Linked DNA regions of Mus musculus: region 1 is linked to region 2. A link is a contact called in public Hi-C data. All regions are on one chromosome and are shown on one strand. The core of a region is the stretch at or near the end of the contact, and the rest is flanking DNA. Distances in the headings are between cores, read along the strand shown.

What was found. Hi-C and Micro-C count contacts between places; a contact is called where the count stands out from the background.
Region 1: a Hi-C map of liver shows a contact between it and region 2, with 2.6 times the contacts expected there. The contact joins the enhancer-like site here to the promoter of Slc16a10 in region 2. A contact is called at or near these places in 4 of 39 promoter capture datasets (embryonic stem cells, fetal liver, macrophages and 1 more), 3 of 15 datasets of contacts at CTCF or cohesin (CD8 T cells, the G1E-ER4 cell line and the NIH/3T3 cell line), 38 of 484 Hi-C or Micro-C datasets (CD4 T cells, CD4 single positive thymocytes, CD8 T cells and 22 more), 12 of 115 datasets of contacts at active chromatin or transcription factors (the 230-238 cell line, CD8 T cells, the HPC-7 cell line and 9 more) and 3 of 9 other capture datasets (adipose tissue, liver and pancreatic islet).

Annotation. Positions count from the first base shown.
Region 1 is chr10:40,176,478-40,179,177 of GRCm38.p6, forward strand. No RefSeq gene overlaps it. Among named protein-coding and RNA genes, the nearest start is that of Gm31992, 14 kb to the left of the region's middle. Within about 2 kb of position 1,359, at least 38 of the 459 cell types and tissues checked have an H3K27ac peak or open chromatin away from gene starts, as enhancers often do. A contact at or near this core is called in the G1E-ER4 cell line, the SCID.adh cell line, intestinal crypt epithelium and 4 more, where this site is marked.
Region 2 is chr10:40,140,917-40,143,616 of GRCm38.p6, forward strand. Slc16a10 (solute carrier family 16 (monocarboxylic acid transporters), member 10) reads right to left here and starts at 1,338. Exons shown (of 6, transcript NM_001114332.1): 1 at 787-1,338. The coding sequence starts at 1,120.

The DNA of each region.
Region 1 (2,700 bases), core at 109-2,608, 36 kb after region 2:
ACAGACCATACAAAAGCAGGGAGCTTTATGTTTTTTGTTTTTTGGTTTTTCAAGACAGGGTTTCTCTGTATAGCCCTGGCTGTCCTAGAACTCACTTTGTAGGCCAGGCTGGCCTCCAACTCAGAAATCCTCCCGAGTGCTGGGATTAAAGGTGTGTGCCACCACGCCCGGCAGCAGGGAGCTTTAAAGAGCATTTCTTTTTTTAAGGAGAATTAGGAAGCTGCAGATTTATACTCTGGGTGTGGTAGACATAGACCTATAATTCCAGAGGCAGGTGGATCTCTATGAATTTGAGACTAGCCTATATGGCAAGTTCCAGGCAAGCCAGGGGCTACAGGATGAGACCCTATCTCAAAACAGAAGAGGAGGAGAGAAAGAAGGAAAGAAAGAAAGGGAAGGGAAGGGGAAAGGGAAGAAAGAAAGGATGGTATTTTAAATATACTTGGCCCAGGGAGTGGCACTGTTAGGAGGTATGGCCTTATTGAACTAGGTGTGGCCTTGTTGGAGGAAGTATGACTCTGAGACCCTCCTAGCTGCCTGAAAACAGTCTGCTCCTAGCTTCCTTTGGATGAAGACGTAGAACCCTCAGCTACTCCAGCACCATGCCTGCCTGGATGCTGCCTTGCTCCCTACCTTGATGATAATGGATGAACAGAACTTGTAAGCCAGCCCCAATTAAATGTTGTCCTTTATAAGAGTTCTTAGTCATGGTGTCTGCTCACAGCAATGGAAACCCTAATTAAGGCAGAAAGAAAAAAAGAAAAAAAGAAAGAAAGGAAGGAAGGAAGGAAGGAAGGAAGGAAGAAAGAAAGAAAGAAAGAAAGAAAGAAAGAAAGAAAGAAAGAAAGAAAGAGAAAGAAAGAAAAAGAGAAGAAAAAGGCCAGTGTGATTGAGCAGTAGAAGGAGAAGGAGACAGACAGGCTGGGAACAGATTATGGAAAGTCTTTCCTACCACACAAGAAGTGTGGCCACTATGTGAATGCAATCTCACTGGGAGTGGAGAGATGGCTCCTGCTCTTCTGCAGCTAGCTGTTCGATCAAACTTTGTATGTTGATAGATAGGATAAAAGCTGGGACGCTGAAGGGTGAGGGGAAGTTGGCAGAAGGCTGGAGGAGAGAGCTGGCAGAGCAGACAGAGGGAGAGAGGGCCGGAGGGTGGGGAAGGAGTCAGGGTGGACAGCACAATCCCGGGTGGGACTGCTAGGTGGGTGGTAGCACTATTAACAGAGACAGGGAGTCCAAAGCGAGCAGAGCAGTGGGTTTGGCAGGGAAACCTCACGTTCACTTCAGACTGTTTGATGTCCCTGGGTGCTTGCCAGCAGATACCAGCAAGGCAGTTTCTGTTTGTTTACTCAGTGCTTGGGGATAGGATCCAGGGCTCACCCACACTCAGCAAGGCTCCTGCCTCCTAGCTATACCCACTGACAGAGACTACAGAGAGGGAGGTAGAGGCCAACTAAGGACATTTGGCACAGGTAGGGACACACCTGCAGGTGAAAAAACAAAACAGTTACCAAAAGATGTGTGTGTGTGTGTGTGTGTGTGTGTGTGTGTGTGTGATTGTGAGTTGCCAACCTAAAAGAACTGAGAAGAATGGGTGAGTCAAAAATTGGACATAGGTGAGATGGAAAAAATCTTTAAGGAGCCATAGCTACCCAAGAACAACCAATTCTCCCGTGAATTACAAACACTGTGGTGAAGGTGAACCAGTGCGGCACAAATTCTTTTCTAGTACAGAGACCTTGGCTTCTGGTAGCCTTCTTCTAGACAGTTTGCTTGCCGTGATCCAGTAAAGAAGGTAATATATTGCTTTAAGAGTTTGTTTTCTAAGCCGGGCATGTGTCTTTAATCCCCACACTCAGGAGGCAGAAGCAGAAGCTGGTGGATCTCTGTGAGTTCGAGGCCAGCGTGGTCTGCAGAGAGTTCCGGGACTGCCAGAACTATGTGGAGCAAACCCTGTCTCGAAAAATAAACAAGCAAGCAAACAAACAAACAAGCAAACAAAGAGTTCATTTTCTGGGGACTAGGGAAATGGCTCAGCAATAAGAGCACTGGCATTCGCATTGGCGGCTCAAAAAACATCTTCATTTAAGTCCAATTCCAAGAGAGTCTGTCGCCCTCTTTCTGGCCACTATGAGCACTGCACACATATGATGAACAGACATCTGAGTGTATAAAACTTAAACACACAAAAATATTTTAAAAACAAAGCAAAGTTCATTTTTGTAAGTGGGTGGTGGTGGTACATACCTTTAATCTCAGCTCTTGGGAGGTAAAGGCAGACAGATCTCTGTGAGTGAGTTTGTGTCCAACTTACTCACACTGTCCTTGAACTCATAGCCAAAGGCACCCTTCAAACTTGTAATTTCAGTTTCCCTTAAGTAGCTGGGATTACACACCTGCACTACCAGGCCCAGCTCATAGTTGTTTTCGAAAACATAACTTATTAGAGCAGGATACAACATAGTAGAAAATAAATAATAAATAAAAATGAAAAAATATAATGAAAAGTGTGAGTGGACACACCCCTGTGGCTGCAAACACCCTGGAGGCTGAAATGGAGCTGTTTGAGCCCAGGAGTTCAAGATCAGTCACACAACATAGCAAGACTCTGTTTCAAAAAAAGAAAGAAAGAAAAGAAAAAGAAAACCTGTATCCTCGTCCCTGGCCCTAACTCTCAATCATATCACTTGGTTTTCA
Region 2 (2,700 bases), core at 88-2,587:
AAAACACTTCATTTCCCTGACTTTCCATTTTCTCACCCAAGCAGAGCTGACAACACCTGCCCGGCAGCATGAGATGAAATAATGGGGGAAATGTTATGCAGACGGTCCTAGACTTGACTTTTGCATAATCAGTCAGAAAGCATTTGACAAAAATGCGGAGTCTGCACCTTTTGCATTTTATTTCCACAAGGCAAAAAAAACGTCAACATAACAGAAGGTCCAACCCCTTATCTTCCTCTTACCATCCCACGTGGCTGCCTCCTATGCTGTCTAAATATAGTAGAGCGTGCAGAGAGACAACCGACTACCACTTTTAATGGGCTGCCTTTGGGACTCCCTGTGACCTTGGGATCCACTTTTCCATTTTGCCAATCTCCCGTCCTGGCCTGCGCTGCATCTACCCAAACACACCTTTCCTTCTGCAGCATGGCAGGCAGATAACCACACCACCGTGGCGGTCACAAAGCAGACTGTAAAAGTGATAATGCAGTGTTGTTGGTGCTGGAACGTTCAGTTTATTTCCCACCACTAAGAGGAAAGTACTGTGGATTCTTGGCGCCCACTGTGCAGAAAGGAGGAGTCCAAAGCCTCAGGCAGGTACAACTCTGCAACTTGCTTGCCTTTGGGTTCCATACAAAACTGGCAGAGGGAAGCCCCAAGCTGCAGGTTGCAAGTGAGACGGGTCAGGCTCAAAGCTCACACCCTCCCAACACAAGAGGACGCACCAAAAGCTCCCATTTCCCACCCCGCATGCCCTCCTCCCCTCGGCCCGCAGCAACGTCCCACCTGTCTTGAAGGCCATGTTGTCATCGTCCTTGGCCTTGAAGGTGTCCAGCATGGACACGAAGAGCACCCCGTAGGCGTTCTGGATGCCAAACACCGACCCGTTGCACCACATGGCCGCCAGCATCACCAACCAGCCCCAGCCGCCCTCGGGGGGAACGGGGGGCTCACTGCCCGCTGACCTCGTCAGCTCCACCTCCACTTTCTCTGCGGCCACGTCGGAGACATCCGAGGGTCCCGGGCCGGGCAGCGGAGCGTCATCCGAGGGCGCGGGCCCGGGCGGCTGCGCCTCGTTCGTCTCCCGCTCGGCGGCGGGCTCCTCCTGGGACGGCACCATGTCCCGAGGCGGCCCCGTCGGGCACCGAGAAAGCTTGCGGGCGCAAGGTCCCGGGGTGGCTCGCGGAGCCTGGGACAGCCGCGCGGACGGAGGAGGGAGGCCGAGGCGAGGACACTGGAGCCGCGGGCAGGCGGGCGGGCGGGCGGGCGAGAGGCGCACACCGCAGACACCGCCTAAGGCGGCCAGAGGACTTGACACACCGGCTGCCCCTCGCGCCTGATTACGCCGGCCTCCAGCCGCCTCTTAAAAGCGCCCCTCCGCCCTCCCGCACCGCCTAGGGGCGTGGCCACCAGAGGGCCTTACACCCTGAGCCCACAGGTGATTGGGCATCCGCAAGCGGAGGCTCCGCCCCGTGAGGGGTGTCCAATGACCGCCCGCGCGCGCGCGCTTGAAGGCGTGCCGCCAAATTAGCTACCTCCAGGAGTAATGTCACCTCCTCTCAGCATTAACCTTAGAAGTTCTTGGGGAGCGTCTCCTACGTGTGGCCTGCGAAGGTGATCAATCGATCAGGTAATGCTTACCCTCACTGGAATAGAGAGTCACAAATGACAGTTTAAATTTCATATTTGTTGTCCCTTTTGTGCTAGTTATAATATAAAAGATTCCTTATGCCACGTACCTACTTAAAAGGCAATTCAGGAATCAGAGACCTTGTTTAATTACTCCAATTCCGCGAACATACAGTTTGTTTTGAATACTTGGCACAATGAAGATGCTCATTTTGGAAGACAGACTGTGATTCTAAATTTTTCAACTAACAAACATTTTTGACGGGCAGCTAGAAAGCAATACTTTTAAACTTCACAAGTTGTCCTCACACTAAATAAAGAACCAACACTTATATTCAATTCCTCTGCCCCCTGAAGCATCTTATTCTGATGTATCTTCTTAATTTCTCAGATATTTAGATTACTCACTCCAAACAAAATCAAAATATGCTAGTTACTTAAGCACCAGTGTGGTGGGTTATACAATAACTGTGATTATCACATTCTTGCTTCTCTCTGTCCTAAACTAGTAAGTAAAAACAGTCCAGAAATAGAAAGTGGGGTGCAATAGGGTTAAACACTGGGACATCAGCTAGGAGGTAGGAGCACAAGCCTTGTATCCCAGTACTCCGGAAGCAGAGGCAGGCAGATCTCTGAGTTCTGGGCCAGTCTGGTCTACAGAGTGAGTTCCTGGACAGTCAAAGCTACACAGAGAAACCCTGTCTTGAAACCAACTACCCCCATACCCCCACCCCACCCCCCAAAAAAGGATAGTATGTAAGAAAGTAAGTTTGAGCTGAGCTATGATTAGCCACATGGTTCTGTGGACAAGGACAAGCAAAGAGCCTTCCAGCCAAAGAAACAGAGAAGAAACCAAAGACAGGGGAGGGTCCAGAGGAGTGTTCTGGGAATACAGGGCAATGTGGGTGCTTTAGAGATTAAGTTAAAATAGCACAATAGCTTGGATATATATTACCCCTCAAATTCTTTTGGTGTCTTAGTCACTGTCTATTGCTGTGAAGAGACACTGTGACCAAGGTAACTCTTTTTTTACAAAAAGCATTTAATTGGGGGCTTTCTTACAGTTTCAGA